Regions from separate parts of the Gossypium hirsutum genome. Here all the other regions are linked to region 3. A link is a contact called in public Hi-C data. All regions are on one chromosome and are shown on one strand. The core of a region is the stretch at or near the end of the contact, and the rest is flanking DNA. Distances in the headings are between cores, read along the strand shown. Region 1 holds the start of LOC107951415 (QWRF motif-containing protein 2). Region 2 has its middle 17 kb from the start of LOC107951415. Region 3 holds the start of LOC107951033 (E3 ubiquitin-protein ligase APD2).

The links. Hi-C and Micro-C count contacts between places; a contact is called where the count stands out from the background.
Region 1: a Hi-C map of leaf shows a contact between it and region 3, with 2.9 times the contacts expected there. The contact joins the promoter of LOC107951415 here to the promoter of LOC107951033 in region 3. A contact is called at or near these places in 11 of 34 Hi-C or Micro-C datasets (anther, callus, fibers and 2 more).
Region 2: a contact with region 3 is called in a Hi-C map of leaf, with 2.0 times the contacts expected there. The contact joins the enhancer-like site here to the promoter of LOC107951033 in region 3. A contact is called at or near these places in 8 of 34 Hi-C or Micro-C datasets (callus, hypocotyl and leaf).

The regions. Positions count from the first base shown.
Region 1 is chrA02:21,037,240-21,040,725 of Gossypium_hirsutum_v2.1, reverse strand. It overlaps LOC107951415 (QWRF motif-containing protein 2), which reads left to right and starts at 1,966. Exons shown (of 6, transcript XM_016886466.2): 1 at 1,966-3,446. The coding sequence starts at 2,319.
Region 2 is chrA02:21,054,152-21,057,720 of Gossypium_hirsutum_v2.1, reverse strand. No RefSeq gene overlaps it. Among protein-coding and RNA genes, the nearest start is that of LOC107951415, 17 kb to the right of the region's middle. Within about 2 kb of position 2,285, at least 8 of the 9 cell types and tissues checked have an H3K27ac peak or open chromatin away from gene starts, as enhancers often do. A contact at or near this core is called in hypocotyl and leaf, where this site is marked.
Region 3 is chrA02:21,319,967-21,323,728 of Gossypium_hirsutum_v2.1, reverse strand. It overlaps LOC107951033 (E3 ubiquitin-protein ligase APD2), which reads left to right and starts at 2,137. Exons shown (of 8, transcript XM_016885923.2): 1 at 2,137-2,224; 2 at 2,318-2,428; 3 at 2,519-2,745; 4 at 2,832-2,928; 5 at 3,057-3,355; 6 at 3,452-3,521; 7 at 3,625-3,762. The coding sequence starts at 2,326.

The DNA.
Region 1 (3,486 bases), core at 717-3,216, 280 kb after region 3:
TTCTTTGAACCACGTAATTTACCATGACCTGAGAAATTAAGGCTTTGTCCAAGTTAACATACACTGCCATTTTCGCAAATCATCCCCTAACCCCCGTTATTTGTATTAAAACCCAGTTTTTCTACTTTCCCAATAAGCCCTCTTATTTCCCTCAGGATTTGCCACTTGTACATGTGCCTTGGCAACTCGGGAATCCAAATCCATGCCATGATCGTGCTTGGATATGGTTGTACCAGGTCAAATACCACAGTCCATGGTTGTACTGTTAAATATTGCCCATACACGATCCAGAGGCCTTGGCATAAAACTTTCTCAAAATCTTCCGAGTTCTTGAATTTGGCTAGGAAGTATCCGTTCTCCACATCCATTAAGTGAAACGGTTGAGAGGGTTTCCAAAGCAAATAGACTTTGTTATAAAGCGTTGAATACTCGATGCTTCTTCCAAAGAGTTTGATTACTACTGTGTATGTCACATCTTTGATTAAAATTTGATTTACTTGATCAGAAAATTTAATAGAGGGGATGCCATTGACCAATGAACATTCAATATCATTTTCCGATATCTCAAAATCTCCTACTCCATCTGCCCGATTCCCACCAACCTGTCTCTCCATGATAGGACCTTTTCAAAAATCAGTGTTATGTCCATCACAATATCTAGGTTTTCCTCTGTTTCCTTTATACAAACTTTCTTTAACCACCGACTCATTATTTCATCGTCATCTCTCCCTTTGCGCTCCGTGGAGTCCATAATTTTGTAGTACACAATATATTTGAGCAAATGGTAGTCCAAGCGTGGAATTATAAAAAAGATAAAAATTTATAAAACAATCATTAAAATTTATAATAATTACTAGAAGCTAATTAAAACCATAAAGTTTTTATAATTTTTTTTAAAAAATATTAAAAATGGTTAAAAATTAGAAATTTAATTTAGAATTTTTTTAAAAATTAATTAAAAGCTATATTTAAAAATATAAATATTTTATAAAAATTATTTTTCTCATTTTTATAAAAATATAGCAACTTACCATTAATTAAAAAAAGCCATTGATTATTAAGAAGGCATAACATTTTAGAAGAACTTTCAAGTATGCATAAGAAAAAAAAAGAATTCCAATGTTTGATATACTTAAAAATAAATTATATTAGTTAAATAATTTAGTAAAAATGAGAAAAATAATTTTAAAAACATTTAATAAATAATTTATATGGTTTTTAATTAATTTCTAACAATTTTAATAAATTAATTTTTTTCTAAATTTTATAAACTTTTATGGTTTTTAATTAATATCTAATAATTATCATAAATTTTAATGATTTTTATAAATTTTTATTTTGTTATGAATATCTTATTAAGTGGATGCCCATCATGATCAATATAAAGTTTTAATATACTTAGTTAGTAGAATTATAAATAGAGACTCTGACGAAGTATTGTAATCATCCATTTGATCAATAAAGTATATTTTTTTTATTCCTTTTATATTTTCTTTGTTCTTTGTTCTCTCCATCTCTCTTATTTTATAATACGTTATCATAATACAATCACTCCAAATGTTGCTCAAGTTGTTGACAATAGCTATTGTAATTGCAATTTCAGCCTTCAATTAAAGCCTATGCACTATGAGTAATCATTAGAGCTTTTAATCACTTAAATCTTCCACGCATGTTTGTAATAGTAATTATAAAATAAAAAATTAAGAAAAATATTTAAAATTCTATTTTACTAGATTTATTACATTCCCTACTAACCCCCTGATTTCATCCCTACTTCTTACCACATCATCCATAATTCTTATCAAATAAAAATAAATACATATCTTTTTTCCAAAACTGATATATTTACTTTGGTAGGAACCATAAATAAATAATATGGTAAAAGAATTTATAAAGTTATTTCTCGTGAAGAAACAAGAAATGTGGCAGCCACGTGTAAGTAGTTTAGTAACAGACCTACAGAGGTTGCCTCTCCTCCACGCGACTCATCCATCCCCATAAAACCCCGCCACTGCAATGGATTCCCTTCACTTTAAATTCCATACTACAAACAAAATGTATACTACATAGGCCACTCCTAGCATTACCACCCTTATGCTCTCTAATCTAATCTAATCTAATCTTTTCCCACATCCTTCTCACTCTCTCCTCTATGAAAATTCTGAGTTTTTATGTTTAAAGAATAAAATCTGTTAAATCCCAACAGTTTTTTTCAATATAAAATTGGAGGTGTTTATGATTAGATACGTTTAGGTGTTGGGAAGAGAGTGAGATTAAAGGATCAGACTGTGGAATTGAATTTTGTGAGTGCCCCCCCAATGGTTGCTGCTACCCTAAACCCCAAACACCTGGGAGGAACTGGGCTACTGCCTCCCTTGTTGCCCTCCGACCCCCACAATTCCATCCCTCCGCCCCCTCAAAATTCCCGAAAATGTTTGTCCACCTCCTCATCCCACTCAAATTCTTCCACAAAACACACGACTTCATCGGCTATTAAGAGGTCTCAACCGGTGGAGAGGAGACATGCGGTGACCCCGCCGTCTAATAAACCTATGCGTTTGAAAACTGACAACGCTAACAATAACACTGCTGACAAGGTTAGCAAAGCTACACCAGCTCCATCACCATGCCCCACAAAGAAAGAAACCACCAAGAGGCGCAAACCGACGCTGGAAACGAGAAGAACAGAGCAAACCGAAATTTCAAAGACGGAGCGGTGGCCGGCGAGGTTAAGGCTACCCAACTCGGTGGCTAGTAGAAGCATGGCTTGCACCGATGAGAGGAAGAGATTAAACGGTTCTGTTAATGGCAATGTACTTGGGCCACTGCAAGATTTCATGGCTGATAATAGAGATATAAGAGCCGTTACTCCTGTTGAATCTAAGGCTCAACGTGGTCTCGCTGCTTCTGATACTGAAAGTGTTTCTTCTGGTAGTACGTCAGGTTCTTCACAAAGTTCCTCCGCTAACGTAGACGTTAAGCGTGGGCCTCCAGGAATAATGGTCTCCGCTCGGTCCTGGCAACAGACTGCTAATCGGGTATGCCGGTCCCATCCTGGCTCGCCGGTTCCTAAGAAAAATACAGCGCGCACTAAGCTAATTGTACCAGACAAGTTCGGAGCTGATACTCCTTTTTCGTCTCCAAACGGTGTATTGAATAGCAGAGGACAGTTACCGCCAATTCATGGGCCAGTTCGGCCTGCGTCACCGAGTAAGCTTGGGTCATCTTCAACGAGGGGAATGAGTCCTAGACTGAGGAATGGTTTGGATGATAATTTGGTAACTAGGCTGTCGATTTTGAGCTTTGTTGGTGATGGTTTTAAGATTGGGGAGAACAAAGTTTCGGATGCTAATTTGTTGAGGCTACTTCATAACCGGTGGTTGCAGTGGCGTTTTGTTAATGCTAGAGCAGATGCTACTCTGTCTTCCCAAAGGTCTAACGCAGAGGTACGACTCTAAGAAGTGACTTTGAATTTATCTCGTTGTG
Region 2 (3,569 bases), core at 1,036-3,535, 270 kb after region 3:
ATAATTACCAAATTCATATTTTAAATAATTCATTAAGATATTTTATCATAAATATTAAAAAAAGTCAAAACCCTAGCAACTATTTTCTTTTTTAAAAAAAGCAAAACCCTTTTAAATGTCTTTTTTTTTTCGACTAAAGAAATGCTTGTGTTACTATTTAGGTCAAAGAAATGCTAGATATTTTACTTCGATTAACGTAGACTTCCAGCAAAACAGCACCACGTGTCTCTCTTCCCCAATAAACCACTGTTCAAACGACACGTAGCTCCCTCTTCCATCACATACAATCTCTGACGCTCGCCTGCCCTTTCATCTACTTTCCCTCCACCGCTTACTCATGCGGTAAAGCCCACGCGACTAATTCATTCAGGTCCCGAGTTCAGCGAATTAATCTACGCGCCACTCTAAAACCATTCGCCAAAAGTCTCCCGGGTAAAACCTTGGAGGGTCCAATAACATGATACACCCACGTGACTGTACGATACATTAAAAGACGAAACCAATAGGAAATCCCCACGTGTGGGAGAAAGGAAAGCACAACAGTATCGATTAGCAGATTTTCCGTTAGAGGCATTGGATCCAAAACAGGTCCCAACTCCCAACGGGTAGGAAGTGACACGAAGACACGATGACGTCATCACCGTACTTTTGTCTCTGTTTTTTTTTTCATTCCCCTAAAAGAAGCCATTAAAATACAGGACGGAGAGCTCAGGCATTTCCAGAGGAGAGAGGAAAAAAAGTGAGAAAGGAATAAAGACAGAGAACGAAAGAGAAGGTTAATATTACACTTTTGAATTTCGTTCCTTTTTCTTTTATATACAATCTCCTTTGGTATTTTACATCTTTATTTTTTGGGGGTGTTGCAGGTGAGTTGAAATCAAATCTCTTATTCTTTAAATTTTCTGGGAGGAATTGTATCTCTCTCTCTCTCTCTCCTCTCAGCCGGACGAAATAGAGGAAATTTCCGTTGGTATAAAAATGCAGGTGTTTGATAGAATGACTATTCCAATTCGCAGAGTTTGGAGCGGTGTCGCCACCCGCTTCGGCGTTCGTAAAAGTGGTTAGTCTCAGTTCATTTGCCGCCGACTTGCTGATGTTCAATTTCCGTTCAGATTAAAAGAAAGTTTTTTTTTTCTTTTGCTTTTGCATTTATCTTGTCTGAGCGGTTTTGTTTTCCTTTTTCAATTTAAATGTTTTCGTTATCAGACAACTTGGATTAAGATTTTGGTGTTAAAGTTTTAAAGAAATGAGTTTTATAAACTTGAATTGTAAAGAACAAGAATTTGCATGTGGGAATTACATGGATTTGGGCTTCCTTACCTTTAATTGCTAGCCTTTTTGAAGGCCGGTATTTCTTTGTCTCGTATATGATTTATAAATTGTGGAACAGCTATTTTTATCTGATGGGTTTTGTTGAATTCTTAATCTTGAATGCTTAACAGGGGGGAAATGACGAAAGGGAAATTTTTTTCTTTTTTTCTTGAATCTCTGGAAAATAAATGGGAATCCAAGAAATAATTTAGAGGGAAATGGATGATTGACATATGTAAATTAAAGGCTAAAATTCATACTCTGTCCTTAGCCAATATTATCATGTGTTGAAACAGCTCATATGAAGCTTCGAAAAGATATAAGCTCTTGCGAATACGAGGATGTGCGAGTGATGTGGGAAATGCTGAGCAGAAACGAAGCAGAAACCATTCGATCCCCAACAACAAGTAAAGGAAGATGCAGAAAGAGACCATTGTGGAATTGCTTTGAATGGGCAAAGCGAGCTCCTTTTTTTTGTCGAAGCTTCTGAATAACTGTCAGAGAGTGTGTCTTGTTGCCACTCAGGGTTTTCAGTTTATCATCCTATCTTAGACCTTTGTTTGGATATCATCGATCCAGTGATAATAAAAGAAAAAAAAATAGGGAGAGAATGGAGGGATTTGTTTGTGAGATTGCCCCTCTTCTTCCCTTTGGTGTTTTTTTTTCTGTTATGTATGTCTCAGTTATCTGTAGATATCAACCGTCTGTCATGTCCATGCTTTTATCTCTGGTTCTATGTAATAAGCTGCTATATATATGTCCATGTTCTCCTCCAGGCTCTTTAATCTTGAGGGTGGTACATTGATGAAGTTTGTAAAAAGATGGGTGTCTTTCATTTTCTGTGTTTATCCTTTTTAAATTAAATGATAGGTGAAAAATCACAATCAATCAATTTTTAATTAGGAGGGGAGAGTGGGGGCCGGGGTGGTGCACCAATCAGAAACTGCAGTGATTGAATGGGTTAATTTAGTTATGATTTTGAAAGGTAGAGGTCTCATAACCGTAAAAATTTGTGATGTTGAGACCCCTGTTTTAATTATGTTTCTTGCTCTTCTCGGTTTTAGTTTCAAATCAAAAACTAAACCTTTTAACCGCTGTAATAGGGTGTGATATGTATTTTGTTTATTTTTTATCTTTAAGTTATAATATTATTATAGTATTTAATTTTATCGTTATTATTATTTTTACATTAATTATATGTAAATATATCATCTATTTAAACTTATCTTAATTCAACCCAACCTCATATTAAGATTAGTTGGACTAAAAATTATGATTTAAAATAAGATATTGAGTTGAATTAAATTTAAAAATTGATTGAATCAAAATTTAAATTAATTTTATTTATTTTAGATTTTTCATAATTTTTAAAAAATTTACTCAATCGAACGGAAAATCAACTGATTTTAAAAACTTGAAATTAATTATTTATTAATTAAACTTGTTTGAAGTAACAGATTTTTTTTTATGTCAGAAATATTATTTTATAGGATTTACTCTGCAAAGTAGCTTTCGCCAAGATCGTCAACATTCACGTTCATTGAGCCAAGGCCCAAGATTATCATTTCATTGATCCAGCTCCTATAATCGCTTAAATCATATCATATTATATTATATAAAAAAATAAAAAGGGATAAATATCATAATTATATATGAATTTTGATTCAATGTGTAATGTTATATATGGATTTTGACTTTTTGTGATTTTATACATGAATTTTGATTCGATTCAATTTTCAAATCACTAACAACATTGTTGAATTACCACCATTTTACATTGGATATTACATACAGAGCAATTATATTAATCCAATATAAAAATAAATATATGTATTCATTTCTTTAAATGTGTATGATTAAATCAAAATTAGAGTTTCTTGTATACATAAGAACGAAAATACAAGTTTCATGTGTATAATTGCATCAAATAAAAGTTCATGTATCAAATTGCACATTGAAGCAAAATTCATGTATAAATTTAATATTCATATATCAAATTGCACATGACAACAAATTGAGCATTTTATTTGTACAGATACCACATTACACATAAAAGCTTAGAGGCCAACTATGACATTGACCTATACTAATTGTAGAAAGTTAAAAGTGAAAATTTGAAAATTTTGAAAATGAAGTCACTACCTGCTCCTAACTAAACCTATTCATGGGTCAAATTACTCACTTAAGCTTAAAGATTCATCCAAAATTTGAAAAGATTTGAGTAAAAATATTATATCCAAAAAATAGAATTAGACAAA
Region 3 (3,762 bases), core at 888-3,387:
TTTGTAAGCTTGTGTAAGACCCCAAAATGATTGTGCAACACTTTATGTACATAAATGCTATTTAATTACATATTTAAATTATTAAATGTTGCAAAATATTTTGAGTTTACTAAATCGATAATTGTAGCATTTCGTAGCTTAAATCCAACAACCAGATCGAATATGGGGTGTTACACAAGGAACTATTAAAAAATGCATTATGATATCTATCTGCCTAAGTGACCATCCATTTATTACTGCAACAACAAGAGCAATTCGAATGGTATTTTCTTGAACCAATGGACTGAATGTATCCAGAAAATCAGACGCAACATGTTGAGAAAACCTTTAGCAACCAATTATGCCTCGTATCGATCTATAGTCCCATTTGGTTTCTTTTTTACTTTAAATGACCACTTCCAGCCTATGGATTGTCATGCTGCAGGAAAGGGGTAAAGACTCCATGTATTGTTGTTGAGAAGAGTTTACAACTCATTATATATAACACCTTGCCAATAAGGATGACCCATAGCCTTGGTATATTGGTTTAGGATCCAGATTGGATTTGTTTGGGAGAAAAAATGTTCTATTTTTTTGAAGAAATTTTTATTTTGCTTTTAAATGATGTACAAAATGAATTGAATTTTATATTTTCTTATAAGGCCTTGTTTGGCAATTGGTTGATAGCTGATTGCAGTGGATGGTTTGACCAATTGATTCTATTAACTGATTTGACTAACTGATTCTATTAACTGTTTATTTAAAAGTGTTTGGTATAACTTAGCTGATAGCTGATATATGTAAAATGACAAATAATAGCATGACACATTTTATTGTTAAGTATTTATTTGTTTATAATATTTTAGTCTTTATTAGGTGAAATTATTGGAATAAAAAATTAAAATTATAGGGACCAAAAATTAAAATTACATGGACAAAAAAAAGATGAAATACATGGAAAAAACGACTAACAATGAGGAAAAAAAATCAATTTATAGAGGCAAAAAATTTCGACAAATAAAGGCCCCTTAAAAAGTACAGCAATTTAAAAGCATAGAAAGAACTAACCTTAATGGATGAAATCATCTTGCAAATGAATCTCCATAGTTGATTTTTATAGATTTACAGTGGAGTTTTTATTTTTTTAGATTTACTTTGGATTTTGGAGGTAAAAGTGAAAATGAGAGAATGGAGGTTACTGATATCTTAGCACCCCTACTATGTTTGAAAGCATGTGGCAAATGGAGTAATTTTTGAGCAAGCATTGTCAAATATGTCATTCCACATATCTCATTTTCAATTAGCTATGAAAAAAGTTGTCCATCCCAGTGTATTTTGTTTTGGAGGTTTTAGCTCAACAAGCTCCTACAAACATTCATTTATCAAACACTACAATTAGAGGGTTTGATTACTCAATCCTCTATTTGTACTCAAATCAGCTAAAAAAGGCTCAAAACTCTATTTACCAAACACCTCTTAGTAGTCGATTTAGTTCATATTTAATTTCTATATCAGTTTAGATTAATTTGTATTTAATATAAAATAATTATCTTAAATTTTGTAATTAATAACATATATTAATATTATAATATTTTATAAACAAAACTTTTAAATAGATAAGTATGTTTACTAAAATTTATATTATGTAAAATTTAATTAAAAAATAATAATTAGAGAGCCCCCCAAGTAAGTGGGGGTTTAATGATTATTTTTTTTATATTCAATAATTAAGAGTTGTATTATTATTTACACAAAGCTCTTGCACTTAACACGCTTTTAGGTTTCAATTAGGTGAAGTGCTTTCTGAATTAAAGAAAATTGCTAAACTCAATGCTTTATTTGCTTGGGGGATGGATGGAATGCGTGATGCGGAATGGGCGGAGGCCTAAGGACGAGAAATAAGCTAGCTAGTGCCATTAGTGGCTTAGGACGAGAAATTGCGTTTTGGGCTTAGATTATCTAATCGACTTGCATGATGCTATTGCTATTTGATTCAACGAAATGCAATAGAGTTAAAGGGCCAAAGAATTAAAAGAAATGCCTTCCACGTTTCTAGTGGGTCCACTCCGAGGTTGGCATTGCCAAGGGCCCTCTCGGCAAGGGGTGTGTGAACAACCGAGTTATAAAAGAGCAGGCCTTGCCTTGACTGGTTAATAAAGGCACCCAATATAACTGACACCTAATGTTCAAACAAACTTGCCATTCAATTCCCCGCCAATCACAAAGGAAACGGTTAGTTGTGACGGTAATAATATTCCCCCAGAAACCTACTAGTCTTTCTCTTATGTCTCATTTACATTTAGCCTCTCATCCATTGCTTCTTTTTGCTTCCAAATAGTAACAACCATGTTCAGGCCAGGGTTCGTACCAGCTTCCAACCATGCTCAACTTCCTCAGTGGAAAGACACTTGGACACGAGTGCTACCTGCTCTGACTTTATGGATATGTGGCATGTAATTCGTTCACTATGTTTTCTGTTTCATTCATTCTTCAATCTTAAGCTAAAAGTATTTTTGGTTTGGCTTTTCTGATTTTGCAGTGTCGGTAATCCTCCGATATGGCTACTATGGGAATTGCAGTATGGTGCTTGGACCAAGCTCTTCTCGGTTGATGAAGGCCAGTTCTGTTTTTGTACAACAGGTTCAAGTAAGAGATGAAAATTGGAAAGGGGCTCTTGTTTATGTGTTTCCAGAGAAACCAGAGTTAAGCAACGAAGTAAATTGGAACTTTTCAAATTATTTGATTGTTGGAGCATATGATCGCAAGGTATTACATCTAATAATCTAATTTTTATTTATTTGTTTAAATTTAAACACAAATACTTTACCACTCCACCTATGGTTCAATTTCAGGGATACTCTTTGTGGTTAAACAAGGGTTCTAGGATCCACATAAGATGGGCAACTCAACCCAGTAGATTAGACAAAATTGAACTCATTATCATAAAAGGTAGTCATCTTAGCTCCTCTGTTTAGTTTATACTTTACACCAACATGAATACCCAGATTGCCAAATCTAGTTTAGTCCCTCTGGGATGTGGATTGGGACTCTCACACAATTAATCTGTGTTTCTGCAGGAGAAAAAAAACCAGAAACGTTGCTGCCCGAACGAACAGTGCCATTTGGTGCCCTTTTCCTGAATGAACCAGTAACGGGTAAAGAAGCAGAGTACAACATTGAGGAAGATGACAAGTACTCTGTAGGTCTAATTAACTGGAACCCTAGAAGCATAATTATTACATTTAGTTTAAATGTTACATCCAAAGTTTATGATGTAACAAAAGCTAGCGATATGTGTTCAACACTAAATGGATCATGCCGGCTCCAACTTCAGTTTCCCCACACTCAGTATGTTATAGTTTCAACTCCTGATAATGTAAGGTCTCAACCCTTTTGTAATTCAAGTTTAACTTCTTTTCATATTACTAATGAATTCCTCCTGAAATTAGTCAACAAAATTTAACTTTTTCAGGGTGATATTGCCGGACGGTACGTTGAGCTGTCTTTTGTTGCTCGAGTTATTACTTACATTGCAATTTTAGGTACCATATATACATGCGGAAATGTTCAAGTGCAGACCAGAGAATTAAGTTTTTATTGCTATGATGGTTTGATGCTTTTTTTTTTTGTTTTGGTTATCTGTAGGTTTCTTCATCATTATCATTTTATTGGTGCTGAAATACCTAGGAGCATGCAATGATGAGATAATTAATAGTAATACAACGTTCAGGGAAATATCGTGGAGGACGGAGACTGACCCTATTTTACCGGAGAAGTCAGTTC